Linked DNA regions of Ovis aries: region 1 is linked to region 2. The links are chromatin contacts, called in public Hi-C maps. All regions are on one chromosome and are shown on one strand. Each heading gives the region's core, a stretch centred on a gene start, on an enhancer-like site or on the middle of the called end of the contact. The rest is flanking DNA. Distances are from core to core; before and after follow the strand shown. Region 1 has its middle 30 kb from the start of FOXJ2. Region 2 holds the start of SLC2A3 (solute carrier family 2 member 3).

Region 1 (4,842 bases), core at 1,099-3,598, 59 kb before region 2:
GTCAATTTATATTGAGAATTAACCAGGTGGAGTTGGGTTCAGATGATCCTAATTTTGTTGCTGCTGCTAAGTTGCTTCAGTGCAACCCCATAGATGGCAGCCCACCAGGCTCCCCCGTCCCTGGGATTCTCCAGGCAAGAACACTGGAGTGGGTTGCCATTTCCTTCTCCTAACTTTGTTAGCACCCTCCAAAGCATCACAGTCAAGAGCCAGTTGGACTTCTCTCCATCAGACCTGATCACAATGTTGACCTTGGCCATGACATGCCTATTTGATCTGGTGCTTGTTGGCCTTGACCCCAGAGTGAACACAAGTATATTGTTGTCTTCTTCATGGATCACCCAGGTCAGCAGGCCTTGATGGTGGCACAGGGTCAGGCCTCCTCCTCCTGGGAGTGCTCTTCCAGGGGTGTTGGGCTGCCTTCAGAGGCAGATGTAGATGTCTTTCAGCACCGCTTCCCTCGCTTTCAGCACCATCTTTATGAAAAAGGCAAGAATCTTTAAAATGGACACCTTGATACCCACCCTGCTTGAGAAATAGAATCTCGTATGTATTGTAAGAGTCTGCCAACATCTCACCTTCTCAGAAGCATCTACTTTTTTGAAGTCTGTCTTTATCTAAAGGAGAGTGTTGTTAAGGGATATGATGGTATTGATCTAGTAGAAAGGGAAATGAGATGATATAAGGGAAATGTGTTTAGGATGAAATTCTTGAGTAAGGTGAGAGGGAAAGGAGTCAGTTCTGTGGTGGAGGGACCAGCCTTAGCCGATGGGTGGTTGTTGTCCAGTCGCTCAGTCGTGTCCCACTCTGTGCGACTCCACAGACTGTAGCCCCCCAGGCTCCTCTGTGCATGGGATTCTCCAGGCAAGAATACTGGAGTGGGTTGCCATTTCCTTCTCCAGGGGATCTTCCTGAGCCGGGGAGCAGGAGACAGTTCATCCATTTCAACAAGAAGCAAGCTGAGAGTGTGGATACTGATTCAGGTAGATTTGATAATGAATTAGAATGGTGAGAAATTTCTTTCGTTTTTCAAAGAAATAAGAAATGAGATTATCAACTCAGTGTGAAAAAGGACAAGGAGATCTTGGAAATTTGAGGTGGGAGGAAAAGGTGTGAAATTGTTATACAATAGGGAGTGAATTTGGGAAAATAAAGCTTTGCAGAGCAGTTCCGAGAGCTCACTTGAGATTATCATCTAATTCAATGTGATACCAGTTAGCATGGTTGCAGGTTTTTCTCCAGTTATATTTATTTAGTTAGTGAATGCAAGCAAGCAGAGTAACTAGAGTTGGATTTAACCAAGGGTTGGGGTTTTACCCAGGAATATAACAGGAGGGAGAAAAGTGTTAAGGAGTTGCAAGTTTTTGCAAAGTAGTGCTTATAGTGATGAATCTAACCATTTAAGTTAGGGGATATGGAAAGTAAAAATAGAAGGGTGATGAAGTGAAAATTTAATAGAGTTAATAACTTAGAGATCCTGCTCCTATTAAGAAATGGTTAAAGGAGAATTCCCTGACCATCCAGTGGTTAAAACTGCCTTTCAAAGCAGGGGGTGCGGGTTTGATCAGGGAGCTAATAAGATCCCACATGCCTCATGGCCAAAACACGAGATCAGAAGCACTATCAATTTCAAGAAAGACTTTAAAAATGGTCCACATTAAAAAAAAAAAAAAATTGTTGGAGAGGCCATGATCAGTGTGAGATTCAAGAAACAGAGGTTTGGGAAGAAAAGCATTTATTTTTAATGACTCAGGCTAGGGTGTCACCATGAAAATGAGTGCGAGGTGGACTGGAAAATAGGATGATTGGAAATGAGCGGACAAGGAACTGAGGCCAACACAGGGCTGAACTGTTTCCAGGGATGACGCAGCCGCTAGGAATGATGACAGCAGGCGTTGTGTAACCAGGAGAATGAGTCAGGTTTTCAGATTTCCAGGGAATGAAGGGAAGTGGCCCAGGGGATCACAGACTGCAATATCCTGATGGCACACACTTCAGAGGCCCCGAGTCTTTGAAGGACTAGAGGAAGAGAAAGAGTTGGGATTAGGCAGTGTGGCTCTCCAGGCCTTCCAGTGAAACAGCTGAACCCACGCTGAGACTTGTAGAGGAGTGGGGTCCTCTTCCTTGGAAGATCAAAAAAAAGAAATGACGTTTACGCTGGACTTTGAAAGATGGAATGAATTTTGAGAGAAAAAGACGTGGAAAGATGTTTCCGAACAGAGATAAGGCCATGACCCCAGCGGAGGGAGCTAACGCTGGCGGTTCCGCCCTGGTGCCCCTGCCAAACGCCCGGGGTCGCCCCAGTCGCCTGGTAAACCGTCGGCCGCTAGGTGGCAGTGTGTGCCTTTGGGGCACCCTCCCTGCTCTTGTGGGTTTACAGGAGGTGGAAATGAGAATCCAGCCGAGATGAGCTAATGATGGGTTGGTGTATTTAGTCAGGCTCGAGTGTGTGGTCCTAGAAGTGAATTGGCAGCGCCCGCAAAAGAAAAGAATAAACTTGAGAACGCTTAGGCGAAAGATCAGGCAGAAGGTTAAAGGAACGGATGGGCTTTGATGTGATATAAGAATCAGAGAAAGGCAGAGACTTGGGCAGGGGTGTGTGCGCCCGAGCAACATGGAAGGAGAGACAGATACAGTAATCTCCGTTTTGGCTTGTTTACTCAGAAAATAATTTTGAAAAACTATACAACCTGTCCCCTGCCCCCCCCATCTACCCCTCCCCCTCACACACACTCATTTTTAAGTTGATATCTAAAATGTTTTAATTACTTTCCGGGATTAGTTTCTGCTGTCTCGATGGGTTTCAGGGCTATTGTTAGCCTTTCTGGTACCTTTGTGCAGATTGAGAAAAGGGGTGCCTGGTGGGGGTGGGGGGAAGCGGAATGGGCAGTTTTCTAGGGACCCTCCCTCTGTGCAGAGAAAACATGCCCCTCCCTCTGGTTGAGGAGCAGAGCTAGCCTGTAATTGCGGCTGTATTTCAGGCTCCCCTTGCCCCTAAATTACAACCATACATGGGTCTTCCCTGGCGGTCCAGTGGTTAAGACTTCACCTTCCAATGTAGGGGCTGTGGGTTTGATCCCTGGTTAGGGAACGAAGATCCCACATGCCTTGCGGTCAAAAAGCCAAAACATAAAATAGAAGCAATATTGTAACACATTCAGTAAAGACTTTAAAAATGGTCCACATCAAAGAGGGGAAAAAAAAACAAAAACAAAAACAAAACACCACTTTTAAGAGCTTCCCTGGTGGCTCAGTGGTAAAGAATCAGCCTGCCAATGCTGAAGTTCCCCATGTGCCACAACTAGTGAGCTTGTGCTCTACCGCCAGAGAAGTGCAGCTGCTGAAGCCGGCAAACCGTAGAGCTTGTGCACCAACTAGAGAGTGGCCTCCACTTACTGCAACTAGAGAAAAGCCCCCACAGCAATGACCCAGCAGAGACAAAAATCAGAAAGGTAAAAAATAATCCTTTAAAAATAAAGATTTTTTTAAAATAAGAAATTACAACCATATATGTGGGTTCCTGTAGAGTTTTTTAAACCTTTGATTACAAACATAACTCATTCCATATGTAGAATTATCAACTGCGTGACAAAGCCATTGTCCTTGGGCAAGCCAGTAAGCCAAATCATACTTGGTTTGTGTCAGAAAAATTCTGACTTTATTTCAAATAAAAATGTTAACTTCTGTCTTTGTACCAACCATCTTCTCAATTCAGACAGATGTTCTGGAACTTTGCTGAGGGTTTTTTTTTTTTTTTTTTAACCAGTTGATGCTTCTAAAACTCTAGCATGTTTAGGAGTCACTTGGAAGGCTTGGTGTTACTACGAGTTTTTTGGTCCCTACCTTTCAGAGAGTCTGACCCAGCAAGTCTGGAGTGGAACTGTCAGTTTTCACACCTAACAAGCCCCTAGGAGATGCTAAAGTCACCCATCCATGGATGGTCACCCTCTGAATATCACTGGGAAGACGCTTCCCCCTCTAATCATTCCCATTAATGCCATATTGACTATCAGAGCTCTATCTCTCAGGAACTACGCACTCTTAAATTGTGCCTGTTGCACCGTAGTAAAAACTTAAGATGGGTTAGAGATAACCTTTTTTTTTTTTTTTTTTTTTTTACAAAGTAGGAGAAAGCAGTGGAAAGGAAGATGAGAAAGAAAAAAGGGTCAACCAGGCATATTCTTAAGAAAAACAATTTTAGAAAACTCATAAAGCTGAAGTCTTGGAAAATTATTTTGATCAAAAATGGGTGGAGAAGAAAGGGAGGGATGACTAGGTGGAGCATAGAGGATTTCTGAGGCAGTGAAAGAACACTGTGTGACCAGCATGCTAGATCTGAGTCGTTATACGTTTGTCCCAGCACATAGACTGTACGCCACCAAGAGTAAACGCTAATGGAAGCTATGTAGGCTTATCCACTGTAAGCAGTGTACCATTCTGGTGGGGGTGTTGATAATGTATTTTTTTAAAAGCCCAGTTTGAAGCCTACTGTAGTAAAATTGTGTGTGAAATATGACTAATTAATTACAACTTTTTTTTTTAAGTCTGTGTATTTCATGTTATTAGGCTGATGTCTTAACAAAGAGCATTTACGGACTAGAAGGAACAGTGGTAAATGTGTAGGGTAAAAAGGACTCATAGCCAGATCAAAAATATGAAGCTGTGGGTATATCCCATGACCTATTTAGATTTCTTCTTATGGTCCCAGCATTGCCAATCAACCATCTGGGGAACAAGCGGGGGTGGGCGGTCATCAGAAAACAAGCAGGAACTGGAGTTGACACAGTTGTCTTCACAGGATGTAAAGATAGGTTGCCTAATGTAAAGAGTGGTAGTTAAGAG
Region 2 (4,857 bases), core at 2,262-4,761:
GTCATGATCCCCATTCTTCTAAGCTGACCTCCCTTAAACTATTAAGCAGGGATTTCATGCCAATTCCTCCCCAACAGATTCCATTTTGAAATTTATCCACCCCATTGCCTCCTCCTGTTTTCAGTAAAGATGGAAAAACACCACACAGGAATTAAATGACACAGGAGACCCACTGTAGGACAGTTTGCTGGTCTCCCTGGCTTGCTTCCTAGAGGCTGGTTGTCTGAGCTGTGGCTCCTGACTGCATGGAGCTTGGAAGCTAGTGCTGCCTGCTTCCAAAGTGCTCCCAAGACCCCAGCCCCCGCAACCAATCCCCCCAACACTTTACTAGCAAACAGTCGTCTTGAGCAACTGTTATCTGTGGCCCAGGATGAGGATTGCTTAACTGAGAGGTCCCTGTCACCTTGGGGACAAGCCAGGTTCCTGATCAGGTTTCGGAGAAACCCACCTGCTCTAGGAGCATTGTCTCAATATGCTCAGCCTACTCTTAAATTCTTGAGATCCCGTTGAATTTCAGTGTTTACCGTTTAAAAATACCATTTTAAAAAAAAGAGTTTGCTCTATCCCTCTCAGCCACTCAGCCACTTTCTTAAAGGCAGTCTGAGTTGAGCCACCGCAAGCAGGTTTCAGATCTCCCTCCCTTCCACCCTCCCTCCTCTTCTGGCAAGAAGGAAAAACCTACAGGTTTCAGACATCGAAAACTTGACCCTGGGAATTGCTTCACTACTCTGATTTTATACAAATCATTTGAGACAGATATAATTCTAGGCCTTCACAATGATTTCATCTGTCCTTTCAATAAATACAGGGAAAATAATTCTCCTGGAATCACGTTGGAGCCTGCTCTGAGTGGATGAAGGGGTCCGAAAGACCTATTTTTTCTTTCGCTGGTGCCATTTGCTCTTGCAAAAGAGTAAAAAAAAATAATTCTAAAGCAAATGAAAAGAAATAAAGACAAAGTGATTTACAGCTAAGAATGACACGGTGAGGAAATTCCCTGGTGGTGCCGTGGTTAGGACTCTGCGCTTTCACTGCTGAAGGTAGGGGTTCAATCGCTGGACAAGGAACTAGGATCCCACAAGCTGTGCGGACAAAAAAAAAGAATGATATTCTGACACAAATAATAAATAAAAATCAAAGATTAAAAAAGAATGAAGAAAAAGACACGCATCTCTGTGTGAACCTTCAGGGTCCAGCCTCCAGCCTCCTGGTGCCGATGAGCACGTAACAAGACTGGCAGGACTGAGGAGGGCATCTGAACTGCTCATTTTAGTACATTTAAAATTGAAGCAGCTGAAAATATTTTCCCATCAAACACAGCTTTGTTGTTTTAATTAGAACGACTTATTACTGTAGCTGTAGAAAACAGAGTCTATGATGGAGATGTGTCGTAAACGAAATGTATACACTGGATTTCAAAGACTTACTAGGGAAAAAAAAGTAAACTATTTTAATATAAATTAATATATATACTTACATTATTTGTTCAAATAGTATTATTTTGGCTATCAGGTCAAATAAAATAATTATGAAAATCATTTCTTTCTAATGTTTTTCTTTTAAAAATTTTAATGTGGTCACTTAGAAAACTTATATAAATGGCTTAGATTGAATTTCTGCTGGCAGCGCTGCCATACAGGATATTCTTTGTCCTTAGGCTGCTAAACTCAGTTGCTGTGGTAACTAAAGGGGCCTCCTGGCTCAGGGTTTCCTGGAATACAGGGGGGTGACTCGGGGGAGGGGAGGCAGGACTCATGGGAAGGTTTTTTTGGAAGTCACGTTTCACTCATCGCCAGTTTTCTCCGCTAACAGCCAGACTGAATAATGCCTTCATTTAGTGGTGATAATTTTGTAACGTATATAAATATCAAACCAGGTGTGACTGAGCTCTCTTCTCTGTCCACCTGAAACTATCACAACATTGTTAATCGGCTATACTCCAAGACAGAAGAAAAAGTTTAAAAAGATAAAACCAAAAAACTTTTATCCCCCCAAAATAATAAAAAATACCGAATCAGTATGTTGTACACCTAAAACTAATATAAAAATGTCAGTCAATCATACTTCAGTTGTTTTTTTTTTTTAATCCTCATTTAAGGACAGACCACATGAGGTGGTTTGTTTCAGGCCCCGTAGTGCCAGTTTGGATTCCAGGTGCCCAACCAAAACCCCAAAGGAAGATACACTATCAGCAGTGACTCCTCCAGCCAAATTCTACCTCTTCACCTGTTTCTGCCCCTCTTCCCCCGGCTGGGGTTGCTAGGCTACAGATTAATAGGCATTGGGAACTTGACTATTGATAATTTCCCACCATAAAGGCCTGACATAATTGCTCACCCAACTCTTTAACTACAACTAAACTGCCCCCCTTCCTTTACTCTCACATGGGAGTCACTTCACTGGCCTTTTATTTTCCTTCATCTTCCTCTGCTCTCATTTTCCTTCTATCTTTTTCCTCCTCATCTTGCTCACTTCTCTTGTATGGCTTGGAAATCAGATGTGTATCTCATGCTTTTCTCTCACAGCCTAGAAGGAATAGGATGTTGGCAGTTCTCTCCAGCTGTGTAAGAAGCAGTTGCCCTGGTCCCTCTTGAATGTTTGAAGTGGAAGAAGGGGAGCACCGTCGATTCCTGAGGGCCTGGATTTTTTGATCTTCTCTACTGATGAATCCCCAACTTCTTTCTGATACACAGTTTGTGCTCTGCAAATAAAATACCTGTTTAATGGAACCTTACAGCTGTTCTCTCTCTAGATGCTGTCAACATGGGACTAGGGGCAAAACACTGCAGAGTGGGTGGGATTCAGCTGGGTGGGAAGCTGGTGAACAACATTTTCAGGAGTGTGGATTGTGTCCCAGGCCAGCTGATTCTCTGCTTCCTGGAACCCAGGAAGAATTGGTTTGGCTCCTGGATATTCAGGTTTTCCCCCAGGAGAGACTATGCTAAGTCAGAGGGCAAGTGGAGCCAAAAGCTCTTCCAATTCTTCCTTCTTTGGCTTTCCTTCTCCAGACTGTCCTTCCCTCCCCTCCAAGATTGTAGACACAGCCTGCAATCAAAGAGCAGCTGATAAAGTCATAGGATTATGAATGTTTTCTGTTCACATCCAGCGACCTTTGCCGAATATGGATAGCCTTTATTCTCACCTTTTTACGGATTGATTCAATTCTGAGCCCTTGCGAGAGCAAAAAATAAAGTGTATCTGCCCTCCCTCCAGGGTTTTTCTGGTAGCATTTTGTCTGTGAAACGTGCTCTTAAAACGGGGAAGGAGGAGAAGCTTTAAAAAAAAAAAATGAAGTAGGGTGGGGGCAGGATGTGGTTTTCCAAAGCAGGCTTGAAGGGTGGGTTGGGGGGTGTTGCCTAGGGAGGGGGCAGTGTTTGAGGTCTACACTTACGAGGAGCTCCAAAGATTGGAGGCGGGTAGGGTGGGGCTGGGGGCTTGTCTCCCGGGCTCCGCCCTCTCCGAAGCTTATATAGGCGCATGAGATATAGGCTCCGCTACTGAGGACCTGGAGGAAAACTTGCCGCCGATAGAGGACATTTTGGAGGTTTTGCTGCCTGGAAGAGGGGTCTCTGGAGTCCCACTCCTAGATCTTTATCGAAGATTTGAAAAGAATTAAATTAGGGCCATGGGGACCACGAAGGTAAGAGCGATACGGTTACCGGTTATTTTTGCCGGCTTGGGTTGCACTCGGAAAGGCAAGCTATACCGGCGTTGGCTGAGCTCTGTTCCGCGGAGTCACCTAGCAATCTGGAAGCCTTTCCCATTGCTCTCCCAGCCTGCAGTGCCGCACTTACACAATTCTTTTCGGATGTCATGTCCTATGAAGGATTTATCCCAGTTCCATTCACCTTCTTGGTGTGGGAAAAGTCACCTGGAGAAGTTGTTTGTATTACACACATGGGTGTGTGTGTTTGTGTTTTCTTTAATACAATTACATGCTTTTGAGGATGTGAAGTTGAGCGTTCAGGGGATCGGGGGCGTATGGTGGTGTTGATGCTTTAGACCTTGAAAAGACCTGAGGTTTGTTTTGGGGGTGCCGGGTCGGTGTCCAGCCATCATCTGTTCTATGACTTGTGGGATTCCCTGAATTACCTAAGGAGAGAGAATTCCATGATTGTAACCGCACAGTATATTTATTATTGAGTGTTGTGGATGCGGTATTTGCTGGGAGAAGGGCATTTTCACTAAGGTAATTTATCTGAAAATAAAAGATGGGAGAAGGGATGAAAAAGTAGGAAGGCCCTCAGGAGTTAAATGATGAGAGAAAATAAGAGGTTTCTACTAAAAGGAGTGAATGAAATAGAAAGCGCTGCCCCCGCTGGCCTCGGGGGTACTTAGATGCCGGTGGAGGCAAGGTCAATTTGGGGAACTGTTAACTCGAGGCCTGCCACTGCCTGACTTGATAGGGAAGGAGTTTAAGATGAGAAAGGGTTGGCGGGGGCGGGGAGCTCTCAGGCATAAAAACTGAGCTCTCTTGGGGTGGAAATTAAGATCACACCTACTAGAATTATCCCCGACAAGGTGAGTGATGACTGGGTTGGTTTCAGCACAGCCCCCTCACAAAATGTCTCCATTTTGGATTGGGAGTCAGCTTGTTCTCGCCCCCTGGTGGGTGGGTGGGGGATAGCAGTACCTCTTTAAGGGAACGGGAAGAATTTCAGATGGGACCAAGGAAGGGTACGGTGGTACGGCGGGCGGATCCTGCACATTCTGGGACCCAGAGTTGCGAGCAGCCTGGTGATGACGACACATCAGTACCACTCGTGCTTTTGTGGAATTTGGGGTACGGGTGAGCCTACACTGGCTCTAGCTGGTCGCGGAATAATCTGTTCTAAGAACAATCCTAAGGCTTTGCTG

Evidence for each region. Hi-C and Micro-C count contacts between places; a contact is called where the count stands out from the background.
Region 1: a contact with region 2 is called in a Hi-C map of liver, with 4 times the contacts expected there. The contact joins the enhancer-like site here to the promoter of SLC2A3 in region 2. A contact is called at or near these places in 10 of 16 Hi-C or Micro-C datasets (blood, hypothalamus, liver and 4 more).

What each region holds. Positions count from the first base shown.
Region 1 is chr3:207,117,352-207,122,193 of ARS-UI_Ramb_v3.0, reverse strand. No RefSeq gene overlaps it. Among named protein-coding and RNA genes, the nearest start is that of FOXJ2, 30 kb to the left of the region's middle. Within about 2 kb of position 2,348, at least 39 of the 54 cell types and tissues checked have an H3K27ac peak or open chromatin away from gene starts, as enhancers often do. A contact at or near this core is called in hypothalamus, liver, muscle and 1 more, where this site is marked.
Region 2 is chr3:207,059,595-207,064,451 of ARS-UI_Ramb_v3.0, reverse strand. SLC2A3 (solute carrier family 2 member 3) reads left to right here and starts at 3,511. Exons shown (of 10, transcript NM_001009770.1): 1 at 3,511-3,640. The coding sequence starts at 3,626.